Regions from separate parts of the Sus scrofa genome. Here region 2 is linked to region 1. A link is a contact called in public Hi-C data. All regions are on one chromosome and are shown on one strand. Each heading gives the region's core, a stretch centred on a gene start, on an enhancer-like site or on the middle of the called end of the contact. The rest is flanking DNA. Distances are from core to core; before and after follow the strand shown.

Evidence for each region. Hi-C and Micro-C count contacts between places; a contact is called where the count stands out from the background.
Region 2: a contact with region 1 is called in a Hi-C map of heart right ventricle, with 2.1 times the contacts expected there. The contact joins the promoter of TEAD2 here to the promoter of HSD17B14 in region 1. A contact is called at or near these places in 3 of 47 Hi-C or Micro-C datasets (blood, fetal heart ventricle and heart right ventricle).

The regions. Positions count from the first base shown.
Region 1 is chr6:54,142,083-54,146,189 of Sscrofa11.1, forward strand. It overlaps HSD17B14 (17-beta-hydroxysteroid dehydrogenase 14), which reads right to left and starts at 2,061. Exons shown (of 10, transcript XM_021094705.1): 1 at 1,889-2,061; 2 at 1,363-1,528; 3 at 801-839; 4 at 525-607. The coding sequence starts at 1,450. PLEKHA4 (pleckstrin homology domain-containing family A member 4) reads right to left here. Exons shown (of 21, transcript XM_013998606.2): 18 at 3,246-3,264; 19 at 3,207-3,243; 20 at 2,701-2,813; 21 at 1,934-2,391. The coding sequence ends at 2,129.
Region 2 is chr6:54,460,033-54,464,139 of Sscrofa11.1, forward strand. TEAD2 (transcriptional enhancer factor TEF-4) reads right to left here and starts at 2,293. Exons shown (of 12, transcript XM_021094725.1): 1 at 2,212-2,293; 2 at 301-538. The coding sequence starts at 532. DKKL1 (dickkopf-like protein 1) reads left to right here and starts at 2,335. Exons shown (of 5, transcript XM_021094734.1): 1 at 2,335-2,393.

The sequences.
Region 1 (4,107 bases), core at 811-3,310:
AGCATTGGCGCCCCTGCTGGGCTCCCCCAAGTGAGACGTGGCAGAAGCGGAGTCACCGCGGAGGGGACAGGACATTGTGGGGGCCGACCCCAAATCGCCAGGCATGGCAGGAGATGAGGAGACTGGACGCCAGGGTGCCAGAGACCAGAGGGCTGGTGACACACACCCTGAGCTCACTACTCCAGAGACCCAGGAGGGTGGGGGATGGGGGAGCAGATGAAGGGAAGGGGAGAAACCCTGGGAGAAGGAGAACTCTTACTGGATCCAGATCATGTGACAGGAGGGACCAGGGGCCTTGAAGGCCTGGGAGATAGAGGAGAATCTTCTCGGCAGACACAGGACGTGGCCAGCCGAGTTAGGAAAGCTTTGCGATGAAACTGAGCTGAGACTCTGGGGGCAGGTGTCATTTAGCCAGGAGATGGGGAAGGGTAGAGGGAATAGCATGTGCAAAGCCCGGGGTGAAGGGAGAGAGAGAACGATTGGAGATTGAGGGGGACGGGGAGGGACAGAAACTACGCGCTCACCTTCACATCATCCTCTTGAGTCACGTCACAGAGGACAAAGACAGACCCAGGCAGCTCCTGCTCCAGGGTCCGACCAGTGGACTCTGCAGGAAGAGAAGGGCTGGGGGCTGGAGCCTGGGTCTCAGAGAGGAGGGGCTGGGGGCCCAGGATCCTGGGTCTGAGGGAGGAGGGCTGGGGCTGGATCCTGGGTCTGAGGGAGGAGGGTGCTGGGGCCTGTATTCTTCTTGAATCTAAGGGAGGAGGCAGTGGGCTGAGGACTGGGGGACCCTCACTCACCGTCTTTGTCACAGATCACCACCTGGGCGCCACTTTCCACTGCGAATAGACAGGGAATAGGTTAGCCCTGCAGAGACCTTGGTGAAGATCTCTGCTGCCCTCTGTGGCCACCCGGAACAGGGCCGTTCCCCCCCCACCACCGCCCCAGCTCTGTTCCCCTCGTGACCCCAAAGTCTCATGATGATCCCGTAGGGCAAAAGGCAGAAGCCTAGCCTTCTCCTTGGCTATTCCAGGTGACTTCTGGGGCTCCTGAGTCTCCATCCCTGGGTTCTAGAGTAAACCCTAAACCTCCAAAAGACATATTCCTTCAACCACCACCCCCGGCCCCCCATTCTGTAGCAATAGCTGAGACCCAGAGAAAGGGAGTCAATGGCATTTGAAAATCCGCCGCAATCTCAGGCCCCAGGCCACCTCTGCCTTCCCTTCGTTAACTTTGCAAATTGGATTTTACGAGACAAGAATCTAGATTCCAGTACAGAAGATACTTCGTCCCACACCCATTAGCCCCCGGGTCCCTCCGCTCCCAGACTCCACTGTTCAGAGCCGACCAGACCCCACTCACCGAAGGCTCGGACGATCCCAGCTCCGATGCCGCGCCCGCCCCCCGTCACGATTACCACCTTCCCGGCATAGCGCGTTCCCGTTGCCATCCCGCGTCAGAAGGTCTCCTTCGGCCACTCACTCACACTCACTCGAGGCTTCTATCCCCCTCTGAAGTCCGGTGAGGTCTTGGGGTCGAACCATAAATAGGGGCTGGATCCTGAAGCCCGGCCCCGGGGGCGTTGCCAGGAAAGCCAGAAGCCTGGAACTTGGCCCCAGCCCCCTCCTCCCTCAGACCCAGGAGGCCGGTCCCCCAACCCTCAAACTCGGGATTCCTGGAGTCCGGCCCCCTCTGCCGGACCTTGGACTCCAAAGTCCAGGTCCCGGGTCCTCTCTTCCTTCAGACCCAGGAATCCAGGTCGCCGGCCCCCTCCTCCCTCAGACTCAGTAATCCAGACCTCGAGCTCCCCCCGTTCCTCTGACACACAAAGCTGAGTCCGCTGTCCCCTCCTCCCGCGGGACCCAGGAGTTCACCACTCCAGCTCTACCTCTTCGAGACACCGGTGTCACAACTCCAAACAGACAGAAAGTTATCGACTAAGAGTTCAATGTTTTAATCCAAATTTGGACAAGTATTGGGAAAATCAAACTTTGGCCAAAGTAGCCACTCCTCGGCCACCGGGAGGGGACCAGATCACGCCCTCAGGTGAGGGAAGAGGCTCCATCTGTCCCGGAAGTACCTCCGGGACACGCCCTCCAGCTCTGATTGGCTGCCCTGCTTGGGCGGGTCAGAAGCTGGACTGTAGCAGCGTGACTCTCAGAGGCCACGCCTCCTCGTCTGGGGTTAGCGCGGGAGGGGCGGTCCCGGAATCCCAGGTCGGCTCCCAAGAGGCCGGGCCTGCGTCGCGCCCAGTCCCTCGGTGGGAGAACCCCGTGGAGTGGGAACTGGCCACTGGAGGAGATCTTGGGGGCGAGGACACGCAGGGCGTGGGATCTGACGGAGGTGGCGACGCAGGGGGAAGAGGGTCTCCTCGAGAGTCCAAACTGCCACCTGGAGAGGACGGACGGAGAACGAGAATGGCAAACTTTGGGACCCAGAAGTCCCGACACCCAGGACTTTCCTCTCAAACCTAGGAGTCCAGGCTCCCCGTCCTCTCCTCCCCAGACACGGCAGTCCTGGGATCCAGTCCCCTCCTACTGGGGTCTGGAACCCCCAAGCCCTGTCCAGCTCTTTCTTTACCAAGGCAGAGGGTTTCTGGCGGTCGTCGGACCCCCCTCCCCACCAGGACCTAGGATTCCGGGCCTCCAGACTCCCTCTTCCCTAACACCCAGGAGCCCAAGGTCCCCAGCCCATTCTCACCTGTCATCATTCGGTGCCACTGTGACGCCTCAGCAGCCAAGGCTTGAGAGAGGCTGAGAACTCGCTCCCGGTGACCCTCAGATGTTGGTAAATAAGGGGTCGTGTTCCTCGGACTAGAAAAAAGAAGATGCAGGGGTGGCCTTGAATAATTTGCCTGTAAGGTGAGGACCACGGTGCAGAGCGTGTCCTTCTGGGAGTTGTAGTCCCTAGCATATGGCTCTAAAGGATTTTGAACAGGGCGAGACCCTCTTTTTAAGTCTGCGTGCATTATGGGATCTGTAGTCCAATTGCCCGAAAACTTCCCGACAGAGGAGCAGAGTTTGACAGCAACGGTGGAACCGCTGTGAACTAGGGCTTTCTCATTCCCCAGGAATTCAAGCGTCTCTGAAATGTTCTGCCATCCATACCCTGGTACTCAAGAGTACTCAGGAGACATTAATACTTAATGCTACTCCTCACCCTTTTGTTGACTTTCTTGCTTCTAGTTTGGATCTCCAATTCCTTACCTGCTCCAGGACCCAGAGCTTCTGAGCCATTTCTGGCTCCTGAGTGTCCCAGGGCAGGCTGCAAAGGAATTGGAGCATTAGAATTCCTCCCCCAGGAAGCCCTCACGTCCTCATTTTGAGGATGAAGTGAAGGAGCTTAGCGAAGAGAGAAAATTGCCCCCCCCCAAACATGGCAAATGTCTTTTTTTTTTTTTTTTTGTCTTTTTTGTCTTTTGTCTTTTTGTTGTTGTTGTTGTTGTTGTTGCTATTTCTTGGGCCGCTCCCGCGGCATATGGAGGTTCCCAGGCTAGGGGTTGAATCAGAGCTGTAGCCACCGGCCTACGCCAGAGCCACAGCCACGCGGGATCCGAGCCGCGTCTGCAACCTACACCACAGCTCACGGCAACGCCGGATCGTTAACCCACTGAGCAAGGGCAGGGACCGAACCCACAACCTCATGGTTCCTAGTCGGATTCGTTAACCACTGCGCCACGATGGGAACTCCGCAAATGTCATTTTTATGTAAGATCCTTTGTCTGGAAAATGTCTATGACTGTACCTTCGACTTCTAACAGACAGGACAATTCTCAGCTTTTTTTTTTTTTTTTTTAATGGCCACACCCACAGCATATGGAAGTTCTCAGGCTAGGGATCAAATGGGAGCTGCAGCTGCCAGTCTATGCCACAGCCACAGCAATGCCAGATCTAAACCGAATCTGCAACCCACACTGCAGCTTGTGGCCAGGCCAGATTCCCCAATCCACTGAACGAGGCCAGGGCTCAAATCACATCCTCACGGACACTATGTCAGGTTCTTAACCCGCTGAGCCACGACAGGAACTCATCTCAGAGCTTTCTGAGAGTCTATCTCCCAGGTAATAATCCTGCTGGGCTCCAAAAAAATTCCCCTTTTTTTCTTGTT
Region 2 (4,107 bases), core at 1,043-3,542, 320 kb after region 1:
GGTCTCCTCATCTGTGCAAACAGTGATGCTAGCCCCTGCCTGAGTCACTGTGAGGATACAGCGTGCTTTTATGTGAACAGTGTTTACAGCTCCACCAATGTTGCTTAATTTATTGGGGAGCCACACCCATAGCATATGGAAGTTCCCAGGGCCAGAGGTTAGAATCACACCACAGCAGTGACCTGAGCTGCTGCAGTGACAACACCTGATCCTTAATCCGTCGAATCACCAGGGAACTCCTGTTATCTAATATTTGTATTAACCAGCGGGGGCCAAGGCAAAAAGAGAGGATGAACTCACCATACATCTTGCCTTCATCCGACAGGATGATTTTCCGCCGACCACAGGGTGGGTAGATGGCCAGGGCCTCCTGGAAGCTCTGCTCGATGTCTGGACTCCAGACACCCTCGGCGTCTGGGCCCCCATCTCCCCCAGCCCCCTCACTGCCACCAGTGCCCTCTTCACTTCCTTCCTCACTTCCTGTCCAGCCGCTGCCATCGTCCAGGGGGGCCCCAGCCCGGGGTTCCCCCATCTGGGCCTGGAGGAACACAGAGGTCACCAAGGTTCCCACAACCCACCCAGAGGGACCTCAGGGCTGGGAGGGCTGGGGGTGCAGAGAGCTGGGTCCGAGGGAGGAGGCAGGGGTACCCAGATCCTGGGGCCTGAGGGAGGAGGGGACTGGGAGCCTGGACCCCTGGATCTGAGAAAGGAGGGGGCTGGAAGCCGAACTCCCAGGTCTGAGGGAAGCAAGAGCCTGGGGGGGGCCTTGACTTTTAGGTCCTAGGGGAGAAAGTTGGCTGGATTTCTGGGGAAGCTTAGGGTGAGAACATTATCCTCTGTGTTTTCAAGGGAGCCGGGGTTGTGATGAAGTCTTAAGACCCCGGAGGAATGCCTAGGGCCCACGAGGGCTGAAACTTTGGGTATGGATTACTGGTTTAAAGAAGACAGGCGTCAGGGCCTAGTTGAGGGGAAGGGGGGGTGTGGGTGAAATCTGCTCAGTCCCTCCCCCAGAACAGGTGCTAGGATGTGAGCAGCAGCTGCCAGAAAAGAAGGAGGGGCCCAGGCCCGAGTAAGGCTGAGGGGCGATCCAGAGAGAGAGGAACAGCGACTCAGAGAGAGAGAGAGAGAGGACAGAGTCCCAGAGAGTAGGGGACAGAGACCCAGAGAGAGAGGGACAGACTCAGGGAAGAAACTCCAGCCAAGACCAGGAAAGACCCACAGCACCACAGACTGGGGGGCGGGGGCGCTCTGCCATCAGGAGCGCCAGAACAAAGGGCCCAGGCGTCCCCTCCCCCAGTTTCCCACAACCCCCATCAGGGGAGGGGCTGGCCGGCGAGGGCACCTCCCCTCCGGCCCCAGCCCCGCCCCTTCCCCCGTTCCCCTCCCCCCCATCCCCCGCCCCCGGCACTGTGGGCTCAGATCCAACTCAAGTTCCCAGTGACTTTCCGGAGGCCGGGAACGGGGGGAAAACTTTTTCCAATACAGTCAGATCCCGCCTCCCTGGCGGCTCCACGTCTTCCACAGCTTTCCCAGGACCCCAGAGTCCAGGCCCCCATCCCCCTCCTCCCTTGGACCCCGGAGCCCCGGCCGAGATAGACAAAGACCCCAGGCCGAGCCCAGTGGCGCTGCGGCGGTCAGGACCCCCGTAGGCCAAAACCCCAGCCCAGCTCTCCCCCATGTGGCCAGACAAAGGGACGGAGGAGCCGAGTCAGAAAAGTCCCCCCTAACTCCCCTCCCCAGGCCCCAAACCTCCAAAGCGACAAGACTGAAGATCCAGAAAGCCCCGTAGCCCACCTTCGGCCACCCAGGAGGCCTCCGTTCTCCACGAGGAGGACCAGGCGCCCACAAATGACACACACAAACCAATTCGGTCAGAAACAAGCCCGGGGTCCTTTCTCACGTGAAACCGACACCTCCACAGACACTCACACTCAGGCGCACACACCCGCCAGAGTCCCCAGCCCTCACCCATTCCCAGGCGCACAGTCTCAAACTCAGACCCATCAGCAAACACCCCGAGTGTGGCGAAAGTTCCAACTCCACACTTAGCCTCGGTCACGAGCGCACCCTCGGGCCCACCCCCGGTAAAGAAGAGGGCGGCCAGCAGTTCAGAGATGGGCCCACAAACACCTCAAAGCGTAACGCATAATTGCCCACCCCAACTCACACACCCAAATGCAGAATCCCCGACTCCCGCCGGCGCCTTCCTACCTCCCGGCCTGGGGCTGGGGAGCCGCGGGCGGGCGGGGCGCTGCGAGGGAGAAAGTTGCCCGGGAGCTTTGTTTGGGAAAAGTGGGAGGGACCGGAGGGGGGGCGGGTCCGGGCGCCGGACAGCGGGAAGGGGGATCCGACGGTGACAATTTAGGGGAAGATTTTTGCTTTGGCAAAAAAAGGTGAAGTCTAGCTGGGGCCTGGTGAGAACGTCCAGATTCTGGTGCTTAGAAGGATCCCTGAGAGAGGAGGGGTCTTGGGCGTCTGGATTCAGGGGTCTGAGGGAGGATTGATGGGGGCCAGGAAACCTGGATCTGAGGGAGGGGGGACTGGGGGCCAAGATTCCTGGGTCTAGAGAGGAAGGGTCTGGAGGCCTGGACACCTGGCTTTACCCAGCTGTGTGTGTGCGGGAACGATTGATAGGAAAAAGAAACAAAAGAAACTTTCCTGTTCAACCCTCAAGTGCATTTTTCAGGATTGAAGTATAAGGCTGGATTTTTTTTTTATCGATTTCCATTGATTTTTCCCCCCCATTGATTGCTTTCCTTGTGACTTCCTGAGAGTTAAGGGTGGAAGGCAAGACGACTGGGAGTTTATTAGAGGTTCACGGAGATGGAGACTCTCATGGACACGCGATAGTGGACTAGAGGTATTTGGTGTCCCAGGACCAGGAGAGAGCCTCGGTGCCTGAAGAGAGAGATAAGAGTCCCTTAAAAAGGCCCTTTGGGCTTCCTCTGTGGCTGACTACATGCCTTGTCTGCTATGGCGGCTCTGGTTCGATCCCTGGTCCTAGAATTTACACATGCCACTTAAAATTAAAAAAAAAAAAAAAAAGGTTCCTTAAAGATGAGGATTAAGTGTTCAAATTCGGGACTAGAGGGGCTGGGGTCCAGACTCTGAGGTCCTGAGGTAGAGGGGAGCCGGGATTCCGGGCTCCTTGGAAGATGGGACTCGGGACTGGATTTAGGGTTTCCCGAGAGGGCGGAGCTTTTCAGTGGTAGCAAGAGGGCTCCGTGTTCAGCGTCCCTACATAGCCTTCTATTGAGCGCGTTAATCCTTTCAAAACCTGGAGAAGATGGGAAGGGATGTGGAGAAACTCAGACAGATAAAAAGAAAATTAAGCAGTGGACGAATCAGAAGGACTGTTCAGAGTAGGGCATTTCATCAGCAGACTAGTGGAACTGAGGGCACTAGGGGCAAGATCTGGGGCTCTTAGGTGGGGCCTAGGTGTGCGGGCGTGGCTCTAAGTCAGGGGCGGGGCCATCTGCAATTGGAGCAAGACTGCGGCAAGATGGGCACGATCGGAGAATGCGGGCAACACTGGGTCTCCAAGGCCAAGGTCAACGGACAGGGGCGTGGTCTGACTATGGGGGTGTGTGCTTGAAAAGTACGCTGGGCTTTGGCTTAAAGGGTGTGGCTCTTCCCTTAAGGGCGTGGCTCTTCCCTTAAGGGCGTGACTATCCAATAGAGGGCCCGGCTCCTGGGTGAGGTCAGCAGATGGGGGCGTGGTCAAGCAAATAGGGCCGAGTCCAGGGCTCGCGGAGCTCACCCAACGCCCCAGGTAATCCGGCCTAGGCTCGAGACCAGAACTGTTTAGATATAACAGTCCTTGGACTGCGGGAGCCTGAGAGTCCGGTGGACCAGGCTGTGGTGTAGTATAAAGGCGGCGCCCAGAAGAAGGGGCGGGGCGTGGGAGAAGGTGAGGAGGAATGAGACCAGGATATGAAAGAGATGTGGATATGAACGCTGGCGAAGGAGAGGATTGAGATCCCAGTATCAGGCGGTCCTGGGAGGGGGGGCGGGGCCTGACTCATGGAGGGGGTTGGAGTGGAAGGTAAGAGGAGGGGGCAAATGGGCGGGGTATGAGGAGTTCCTGGGCCCGGAAGGGGTCGTCCT